Regions from separate parts of the Mus musculus genome. Here region 1 is linked to region 2. A link is a contact called in public Hi-C data. All regions are on one chromosome and are shown on one strand. The core of a region is the stretch at or near the end of the contact, and the rest is flanking DNA. Distances in the headings are between cores, read along the strand shown.

What was found. A called contact is a pair of places that touch in the nucleus more often than the background predicts.
Region 1: a contact with region 2 is called in a Hi-C map of cumulus cells, with 3 times the contacts expected there. The contact joins two enhancer-like sites. A contact is called at or near these places in 8 of 484 Hi-C or Micro-C datasets (adipose-derived mesenchymal stem cells, cumulus cells, double positive thymocytes and 4 more).

The regions. Positions count from the first base shown.
Region 1 is chr9:52,100,043-52,105,149 of GRCm38.p6, reverse strand. No RefSeq gene overlaps it. Among named protein-coding and RNA genes, the nearest start is that of Mir6244, 13 kb to the left of the region's middle. Within about 2 kb of position 2,504, at least 54 of the 459 cell types and tissues checked have an H3K27ac peak or open chromatin away from gene starts, as enhancers often do. A contact at or near this core is called in granulosa cells, where this site is marked.
Region 2 is chr9:51,797,385-51,802,435 of GRCm38.p6, reverse strand. All of the region lies in intron 2 of Arhgap20 (Rho GTPase activating protein 20), which reads right to left. Among named protein-coding and RNA genes, the nearest start is that of Gm40520, 34 kb to the right of the region's middle. Within about 2 kb of position 3,100, at least 9 of the 459 cell types and tissues checked have an H3K27ac peak or open chromatin away from gene starts, as enhancers often do. A contact at or near this core is called in granulosa cells, where this site is marked.

The sequences.
Region 1 (5,107 bases), core at 1,255-3,754, 300 kb before region 2:
GTTGTCCACAAACTCTGCAGTCAACGCCTGCATCTTCCCGGGAAGGAATGCAGAATGCATCTTGAGCCAGGGCCAGAGTGCTCATCTTATGTACGGGTTCTCTGGGGAGGAGGGAAACCTCCCTAGCCATGTGTTCCTTCAGGGAGCATGTGAGGATGTTGGCACCTGGAAGATGTTGTCTTCTCTCTCTCCCATGGCAACACTGTGGGCTTTGGGGTTCTGAGCCATCAACTTCCAGTCCATCTGTCCAGTGATATGAGAAGAGTCATAAAAGCAGCGTGGGCAGAGGGCCTGCTGTGTTATGCCTCTGTGTAGGGTGCTGGGCTTGGTGAGCACTGAACACAACACTCTTAATCCTCCTGCCTCGGTGGCCTATCTGTGCTGTCCAGTCACCTTCTGTTTAATAGTAAAAGCCGGTGACTTCTTTCCCTTTTCCAAGACATATTACAAACAGAAATTAGGTGTAGAAATGGAGGTATATGGTTCATTCCTTCATTTCAAACACCCTAGTCTACAGCAGAAGAGTAAGGTCCCTGGCTGGAGCAACTGCTTCAAGGTTCAAGCCCCGATCCCCACTAATTTACAGCAGATCACACACTGCAGCTCCAGGCTTCTCACCTGCTGAGGAAATCGTTAAGCCTCCTCAGCCTCTGCTTCCAGGCAGTCTCCCAAAGCACTACCCATCCCCTACCGCAGCATATCGTTTCCAGTGGCTTCTGCCTGTGTCAGTCACTAGCCCCAGCCAGGAAGGATCTGTCCAGAAAAGCAGCATTGGTTGTGGCTGGCAGGCTCTCTCTTGAGCAGAAGACTGGAGTCTCTGGAGGGTCTGCTAAGAAATGGAATTAAGAGTGGCGTTGATACAGCATGGCCGTGGTCAGTAGCTCACAGCCTAATGAGTCCGACGGGCTTCTGGTCCTTATTTATTTATTTATTTATTTATATACACAAAAAGTGGCCTTCCCAGTACTCCCAAACCCTCCCTCACCACAGTATGTTCCAATCTAGTTGTTTGCCAATTTCTGTGTGTGGCCAAGGAGAGGCCTACTGAGAAATTCGATAAGCTATCACCACTACAGCAAAGCACATGATTATCTTTTAAGTTATAAAAAATGCTGATATCAAAGGTCTTTAAGTGCAAGAGAGGACAGTGTGAATAAACACTCCTCGATAGTAGATAAACAGTGCTGTTGATAAAGGGCTGTCTGATCATGTGCCCTCTGTATAGCTCTCATACCCTGAAAACCTCTCTGATCAATGAAAAAAACATCTATTGTGACAGAGCTTGTATGTATTTTTATGAAAACTCTTTAAAGTTTACCTCTGTGCCTGGCAAGTACCTGACACATTCTTTGCAGGCACAACACTTTCCTAAGGTGACAGTTTGCAATGTGACTCAGCTACCTGAACAGTCACCCTAATGTCAGACTGCTGAGTCACATTGCAAACTGTCACCCAATGCTTCAGTCCTCGTACATTCAAACCTCCCTCAGCCAGGCCGGGTGCCACTGCATGAATTACTAATGCCGCCTCACATCCCAGCTCTGCCCTGAGCCCTCCTCACCCTTCTCCAAACCCTGACCTGCGTCATCTTAATAACACTTAGTGCAACTGGAGAAGACAAGAAACTGAGACAAAGCAAGGAGGTCCTAGTGGTCGAGAGGACCTGTTAGCGAGGGTTATAGCCACTGCCTGCCACGGGGTGCAGAGAGAACTGCAAACCCAGGCTCCAGATGACATTAGAATATATTTATTGCTATATGTATATACAATTATACAAACAGCCCAGATGGGAGCCGTATGTCACATCGATTTCTGCAGATTCCACAGGAATACACATGGAAGGGGGTTCACGCCACCAAGTTTGTTCTCTAAGTCGCATACATTTTTTTAAAAAAAGAAAGTTGTAAAGTCTTGAAAATTCTTCCCATATAGTCCATCTTATGAGCTAATTAATCATGCAGAAAAAGGTGTTGGGGGAGGGGCAGCCCAGGGGCTTTCCAGAGGCTTATGCCTGCCAGCATGTTCGAGAAAGTGGTATCTCAAAGCCAAGCTTAGCAGATGTTGACTCAGGACTACAGGGCTGCAGACATCCCAAGTCCCGGTCCATCTCCTGAGGTCTGACTCTAGGAAAGGCAGTGAAGAAGTACAGGAAGGCAGGAGCAGGAAGAGCGAAACCCATAACAAACAGGCGAGGGAAGAAGCATCAGCAAGCGCCCTGGTTGATGAAGATAGCAGAGTGTGTGTGTGTTCAAGACTCAGGGCTGTCTCAGTCCATCTTAGTCTAAAGCCCACCGTGGGTCAGCCACCTGGGACCTGCACAGAAAGAGGACAGGACAGTCAGGGAGAAAGAAGAAACTTCAACTTAAATAGTACCAGGACGGGTTGCCAAGGGCACGGCCTTGAGAGTTCTTGTTTAGCACTCTGGAAATGTTCAGGGGCTGTGCAGGGGGGTGGAACGCAGCTGAGAAGAGGCCAGGGGGCACAGGCTGCTCTCTGACTCAGCTGGGCCTCAGCTGGGCTGGAACTGTTCAGGGCCTCAAAAGAAATCAACCACAGGCTTGGGGACATTCTGGCCCCAGAATCACGTGATGGAAGTGAAGTCACAGTCACAGGCATTTCTGCTATGAAGGAGAGGGTAGGGAGGAGAACCCGAGGAGTGGGCACATCTGCTGACACTAGCTCCGTGCGGCACACACCTCAGGTCACTTCCTACTTCAAGGACCCCACCCAGAGAGACCTTGTGCAGAGAACCTAAGGCCTGAATGTTGAGAACGAGAAGCTGTGTGATCCACACTGACGCACTGAGCCAGCAGCCCCATCAGTCACATGGCTATAATCTGGTCCTGAGACTGTAGGGGGCTCCATCACTCAGCAAAGCAGCCAGCTGGTTTCTGTTTTGTGGCTATGGATGTCACCTGTAAATTCTTGCCAACAGAATCCCACAGGCAGGCTGGATGCCAGTTTTGGAGGGAAGCCCTAAAGATGGAAGAGCCGAGGCTAAAGGGACAACTGAGTCCTGTTCCACTAACAACAGACTGCGGAGGCCGCAGCCCTTCCAACTATATGACATTTCAGCCTGAAAGGCGGCAACTGCCAGCTCCCTCGGTCCCTTCATGAATTCATCTCTGGATAATTCAAAACCTGTCACTTGAGCCTGGTGGCTCTGGTGAGTCACACAGACACCTTTTCTCTTCTTTTGACAACAATAGCTTGGTGACAGCCTCCCTCAAAGGCATCACCTTGAAGGGCACATTCTCAGCAGGTGAAAGTCACTGAGACAGTAGCAGGGCAGCCAGCCTATTCTAATCTGGGGTTTTTACCAATCAAACAAAATAGGGTAAATGAATTTCTGTACTGGAAAAAAAAGTTGCAGAGAATGGTGTCTGTAGCAATCCATGAATGCTAAGGATGTGTTTCCAGCAGAGATTTTTGTTCAAATAGCAGGAATAAGAACAGCCAAATTCTATGAATTAACGGTAGGCCACACCCATTTCTGAATGAGTGAAAGCAGACGCAGATGGGGGTCCTGCAGCCTTCAAGTTAACTTTCCAACTATGACAGTTTCAGTGGCGTCAAGAAGGGTCTGGGATGGCCATCACAGGGAAGAGAGGCCCCTTGGTCTTGCAAACTTTATATGCCCCAGTACAGGGGAATGCCAGGGCCAAGAAGTGGGAACGGGTGGGTATGAGGGGGGGGGAGGGTATGGGGGACTTTTGAGATAGCATTTGAAATGTATATAAAGAAAATATCTAATAAAAATTAATTAATTAATTAAAAAAGGAAGTGTCTGGGAGTCTAGTGTGACTTGCACCTCACTTCATAGAATCTAAAACTCGAGGCTAAAGAAGTCATTTCTAAACGTCCTCCCCTCGTAAGTGGAGGTAATACCCGTTCCTTCACATGACAGAACTGTAAAGGACACGCTGCCATGACGGAGCCTACGCCATGTCTTCAAGCATCGCTGCATGTATGTCCATGTATAACCAGGTGGGGAAATGTTTTGAAAACTCTCCCAGAACATTTGGGAGACCTCAACCCGCACCCTTCAGTCTCTAAGAGGAACTGAAGTGCTGCGGTTTCATTTAGAACTAAGGAATTTTCTAACCATCTGTCATCATGGTGAGCACGTTAAAGTGATTTTTAAATACAGCCAGACTGAGGGAGGCACACAATAACTTTATTAATAAAGCTTATGAACCAGTTCTTTGACCTTCTCACTCAGCACGCATGTACAACACAGCTGGATGACTTTCTTACCCTGGGAAATCGGAAGTGTCCCGTGCGAGGGAGCACTCTTAATACCCCTTTCTCACGAATCCAGAGAGTCTTCCAAAATACAACAAGAGACCATCCTAGCTAAAATAGCACTTACAATAATCACTTGACCATAGTCACGGATAAAAATCTCACTTTCATAAACTCGAGCTGACAGCGGAGTGATTTATCGGAGGATGGTGTCCTTGACTGGTGAAGAGCCTGGCGGACGCGGACTATCAAGAAGGTCAAGATGACGCAGGACGGGACGCTATAGCACGGGCTGGCTCAGCTCCTTCAGCTTGACCGCAACTAAAGGCTCTGGTCAGCAGGTGAGCAGACATCGGTTCTAGGGGTCCCCCCCCTCCAGGATCTGTGCATGTCTCCTGGGAGCATGGGATCATGCCAGCAGCAGCTGCCAGCTTTGCTTACCTCATGAGGAGGGAGGTGCCATCCCGTTACATCTGCTTTATGCTGCTTTGGCAAGAACGCATCTGGAACAGTGCATACAGTTTGGGTCCCCACCTTTTGAAAGAGACATCAAGAGGTTAGGAAATTGGAGTGCAGAGGGGCACATGGGTAAGCGAGGTGGGGCGAGGGCAGCATGCTCAGAGGTTTCAAAGCTAGGGGGTTTGGGGGTGGGGCTTGGCGGGACTCAGCTGCTAACCTGATACCCTTTCTATCTCTTCTTAAAGTTCACCTTTGAAACTCTCCTAGTCGACCGTGGAAGTAAGAACAGCTGAGGCAGGTGCTAGAGGGTTCTCTAAGAACCGCAGCAACCATGCACAGGCTGATTGGTTTTACAACCATCATGGCTCTAAAGCCATACACATCAGAACTTTCAACAGTGGGC
Region 2 (5,051 bases), core at 1,851-4,350:
TCAGGGAGCACTGCTACAACACAGCCTTCCCACTACAAAGTTAGCCCATCTTCCCAGTGTTTGCTGGAGGTCAAGACACAGACTTGACCTTCTTCTCACTCTCCCCTCTTCATCTCTTTTTCTTTTAATAAAAACCAGACGAGTCCCAAGTTCAAAAAGAATTAGTCCATTTCAGAGCCCAGGTGCACAAACATAATCCTAAACTCAGTTTTATACAATAAACGGAAAACACATGTTTATCCAAGATGTTAGGCTGCAAACCCTGGGATAAAATCATCAGTATGACAAGAAGCTCATACTCAGAATTTAACTGAAAAAGGCCTGTAAAAGACAACGAAGGGAGTTTGCAAATTTAGTGAATTTTACTTCTTACTGCCATTATCATCTGCAAACATTACCTGAAGACAGGGTACAGATTAAGAAAAATTCAGGTAGCACTTTCATAATCAATGTATATGAAGTATACCTTATAAATAAAATAATCAAAATAACTCAGCATTAACTTTTTATAAGAGTATGACTATAGATTTCAAAGATAAATGATTAGACAATATTATGAGGAAATACAGGGCTATGTAACAGACAACTTAAAGGAGACAGAAAAAAAATCCTTAATATAACACACCACAGCTTACTGAAAAAGGAATGATAACAAATATCCTTAGTACATAAACTTAACACCATCACAGACATCCATGCCACACATACACATAAACTAGACTTGCAGACCCAAGCAGCTTCAAAGGTGAAGTCAAACATTTGAGAGAGCACTACCTTCTACACAAACTCTTCCAGAAAACGAAAGAAGGAAAGAATATTTCCCAAGTTATTCACAAAATATCAAAGTAGTATCAAAGCCAAAGACACTACAGGTAACAAAACAAGAAAAGAAAACAAACAAAATACCAGGCCAATTATCTTTTAGAAATATAGGCCGAGAGACACTAAAAAGACCCTTCAAACTGAATTCAACAATAAGTCATAAAATGGCTTCATATCATGATATATAGTAGGCTTTGCTCAAGAATATAAGGTTGCTTTCACATGAGGTCAATGTAACCTGCATAGTAACAAAAGGAAAAATTAAATGATCATTCTTATGGTGATGCTTAAAATGTATTTGATAGGACATAATATTCATCAGAATCCATTTTAGGAAGGGAAGGCAAGCTTGCTCTCTCTCCTTTACTTCTGGGGAGATACCTGCTGATACCAGTCTCTCTGCTGTACTGCAGATCCTGACTAGAGAAATCAGAATCTGAGGAAGAGACAGAGAACGTTCACATCAGAGGGAAGCAGCACAGGGTTATGTTCATGGGTGGCCCAGTCTACGTAGAGTTCCACGGAAGCCACAAAAAATTACTCAAGCTAATAAGTGAATGTAGAAATACTTTAGAATATGATCACTATAAAAAGCCAAGTACATTTCTGTATATAGAGAACACACATTCAAAAGTGAAATAAAAATGTTATTTTTTGACTACAGTACTGTCAGTGAAAAGCTGTTCCTATTGTCTCAGGCCCAGTCTTATTGGAATTGCCAATCATCAGATTAACACATTTACATAGATGATTTTAGGGCCTGAAATAACCAGAAATATGGGGGGAACCCCATAACAGTGAAGCCGAGAGACTCACACACCTAGATTTGAAAAGGTTTCAGAGCTCTTATTACTGGGATAGTGTCATTTGGGCATGAATAGTATTGAGTACAGAAGAAGGTATGTCCAGGACACAGCAAAATGACTGTGTGACCAAGAAGGAAGGGAACTGAATACGGAGAGGGTTCTTTACGTGCAATAAACTTGAATACTGACTTTCATTGTAGATCATACATAGAAATGACCCAAAGTAGACCATATTTCTAAATGTAAGCATTGCTAAAATAAGGCACAAGAGGATTATCTTGACCTTACATTTAGCCTAAAAGAAAAATAAATAGATAAAAATAAACAAATAAAAAATGTTAATAATAAAAAACCAGAATACAGCACAAGGTTTAAAAAGAAACAAGCACTAAGCTGGACTTCATTAAAATTTACAATCTGTCTCTTTCAAGGACAGTGTTGTTGGGGGAAATCACCAGCTCTATGTTTAGAGGGGAGAATTCACAGGGCATGCACTGGGGCAAAGCTTAGCATACAGGTAACTCCATGGAGATCTGAAAACAGTCTACCAGCATTGAATCATGGGTAATAATGGTTCACATCTTCACGTGATCTTAAACTGCGGCTGGAGCTAGTGGGGAACGGGATCTGTAGTATTTCAGTGGCCATCATACTGGACAGTACAAACCATGGCATTTAACACTCATGACTCAACACTCCAAACAACTCAAGAATCAAGACATGTAAACTAGCATTCTACCAGAGAAGATACAGATATTCAATAAGCTGACGAGAAGATGCTCAACACCTTTAGTAACCAGATAGATCACAACTAAACCAACAGGAGATAAAATGGCATGATACAAAGAATACTCAACATTAAAAAGCTGGACCATACCTGGTGCTGACAAGGGTACGGTACACATGTAGCTCCTGGGAATATAAAGTGGTACAGCCACTCTGGTGTTTGTTTTGTTTTGTTTCTCTCTCTCTCTCTCTCTCTCTCTCTCTCTCTCTCTCTCTCTGTGTGTGTGTGTGTGTGTGTGTGTGTATGTGTGTGTTGGAATATATTCTTGCTGGGGAAGGAAGCAAGTGGAGGTCAGAATGCAATCTTCTGGAGTTAGTTCTCTCCTTCACCATGTGGGGTCCAGGTATCAAACCCAGGTTGTCAGCCTTGGTGGCAAGTGCCTTTACCCACCAAGCTGTTTTGCAGGCCCAAGGTCAACTTCTTTGGAAAATAAATTAACAGTTTAACTTACATCTAACTCAAAATCCAGATATTACACTTGTTGATACTTTAAAATGAAAGTACTGGAATACAAGGACTTGTAAACGCTGATAGATGGATGTATGAGGCAACAATAATTGGCTGTGTGCTAGAAATGCCTCTCCTATCTACCAGCAGTTAAAAAGGGGCGAGTGAAGGCGAACCCAGACTGCCATATGACTCAGCAGTAAAGAGCAGCACCGTACTTTTATCAATGTCTCAAAATAAAAACAAAACTCTGTGACATCGCACCAATCACTGATTATCTGCATGTGGGTGGAGGAACCACGAGAGGATAGGTTCAAAGGCACGCAGCCAACCTTTGGAGGTCACGCGTCTCTTTATTATTTGACTGTGGGGTTGGCTTCATGCTTGTACAGCAAATTAAAATTCATCATGTTGCAGGTATGTGTGCTTTATTACATACAGCTATTCAACAAATCTTAGCAAAATAACAACAACAAACCCCCAATAAAGCCCAAAGAAGAACACAGCAGAGAAGAGGAGAGAGCAACAAGGCTAAAGCTCACTTCTTAGAAAACACAAACAAAACAATGCCTTTGGCTAAACAAAGACGTCGGGAAATTATCAATATTGGGAACGAAAAGGGCATAGTGACAGTTCTGGCACACTTTAAAAACATCAAGGCATATTTTGCTTCAAAAATAAAATATTATGATTAAATTGAGGGCAAGGATGAAATGGACACAATCCTCCAAAGGCAAAAACCGACTCAGAGAAACAACCAAATGCTTAAATAATTCTGCATATTAACTATTCAAGAAATTAACATACTAATTTAAGACATTTCCAGACAAGAGAACACAACGCTTAAATAACATCACTGATAAATAGTAGCATTTTCCTACACCCTCAGAAAGAGGAGATGGCTTCTTTCCTCAGTTGGGGGGGGGGGGCGCACCATCACAGGGCTAAGACTGAGTGGCTTTCTCTAAGCTGCTCCCAAATCAAGTGGCCAGAGAAAAATATGAGAGCAAGCGGGAGTGGGTGTCCACCTTTACAGCCTCACTGCAGTGATGCCAGCCACTGCATTCTGCTAAAGCCGCTGGTGCTACAGGGCAGTCCTATGCAATGGCAATGACAAAGTCAGATGAGCCAGTGACTGCCAAGAGGCAGAAGTCACCAGGGGAGGGGCACTGCAGGAACCGGCTGACAAAAACAGACTAGAGATCCTACAGAAACCAATGTTCAGCTGGAAGACTCTTATCAGCAACCAATGTCCAGCCTCATCACTGAAAGGCTCCTATGTATTTCTCAGTGGTACAGCATACACTCCGATATTTTAAGAGGTGCCCAAATGTATTAAAGGGCATGAGTTAAATAGAAACAATTTTATACATGCAGATGAAACATTTTTCATAAAACTTAAAATGTTAAAAAATGTTTGTATATACCAAGAACTCAAGAAGTTAGACTCCAGAGAACCAAATAACCCTATTAAAAATGGGGTACAGAGCTAAACAAAGAATTCTCACCTGAGGAATACCAAAGGGCTGAGAAGCACCTAAAGAAATGTTCATCATCCTTAGTCATCAGGGAAATGCAAATCAAAACAATCCTGAGATTCCACCTCACACCAGTCAGAATGGCTAAAACTCAGGTGACAGCAGATGCTGGCGTGGATGTGGAGAAAAAGGAACACTCCTCCATTGTTGGTGGTACAACCACTCTGGAAATTAGTTTGACAGTTACTCGGAAAATTGGACATAGTACTACCTGAGGACTCAGCAATACCACTCCTAGGCATATATCCAGAAGATGCTCCAACATGTAAGAAGGACACATGCTCCACTATGTTCATAGCAGCCTTATTTATAATAGCCAGAAGCTGGAAAGAACCCAGATGTCCCTCAACAGAGGAATGGATACAGAAAATGTGGTACATTTACACAATGGAGTACTATTCAGCTATTAAAAATAATGAATTCATGAAATTCTTAGGCAAATGGATGGATCTTGAGGGTATCATCCTGAGTGAGGCAACCCAATCACAAAAGAACACACATGATATACACTCACTGATAATTGGATATTACCCCAGAAGCTCAGAATACCCAAGATACAATTTGCAAAGCACATGAAACTCAAAAAGAAGGAAGACCAAAGTGTGGATACTTCTATCCTTCCTAGAAGGGGAACAAAATATCCATGGAAGG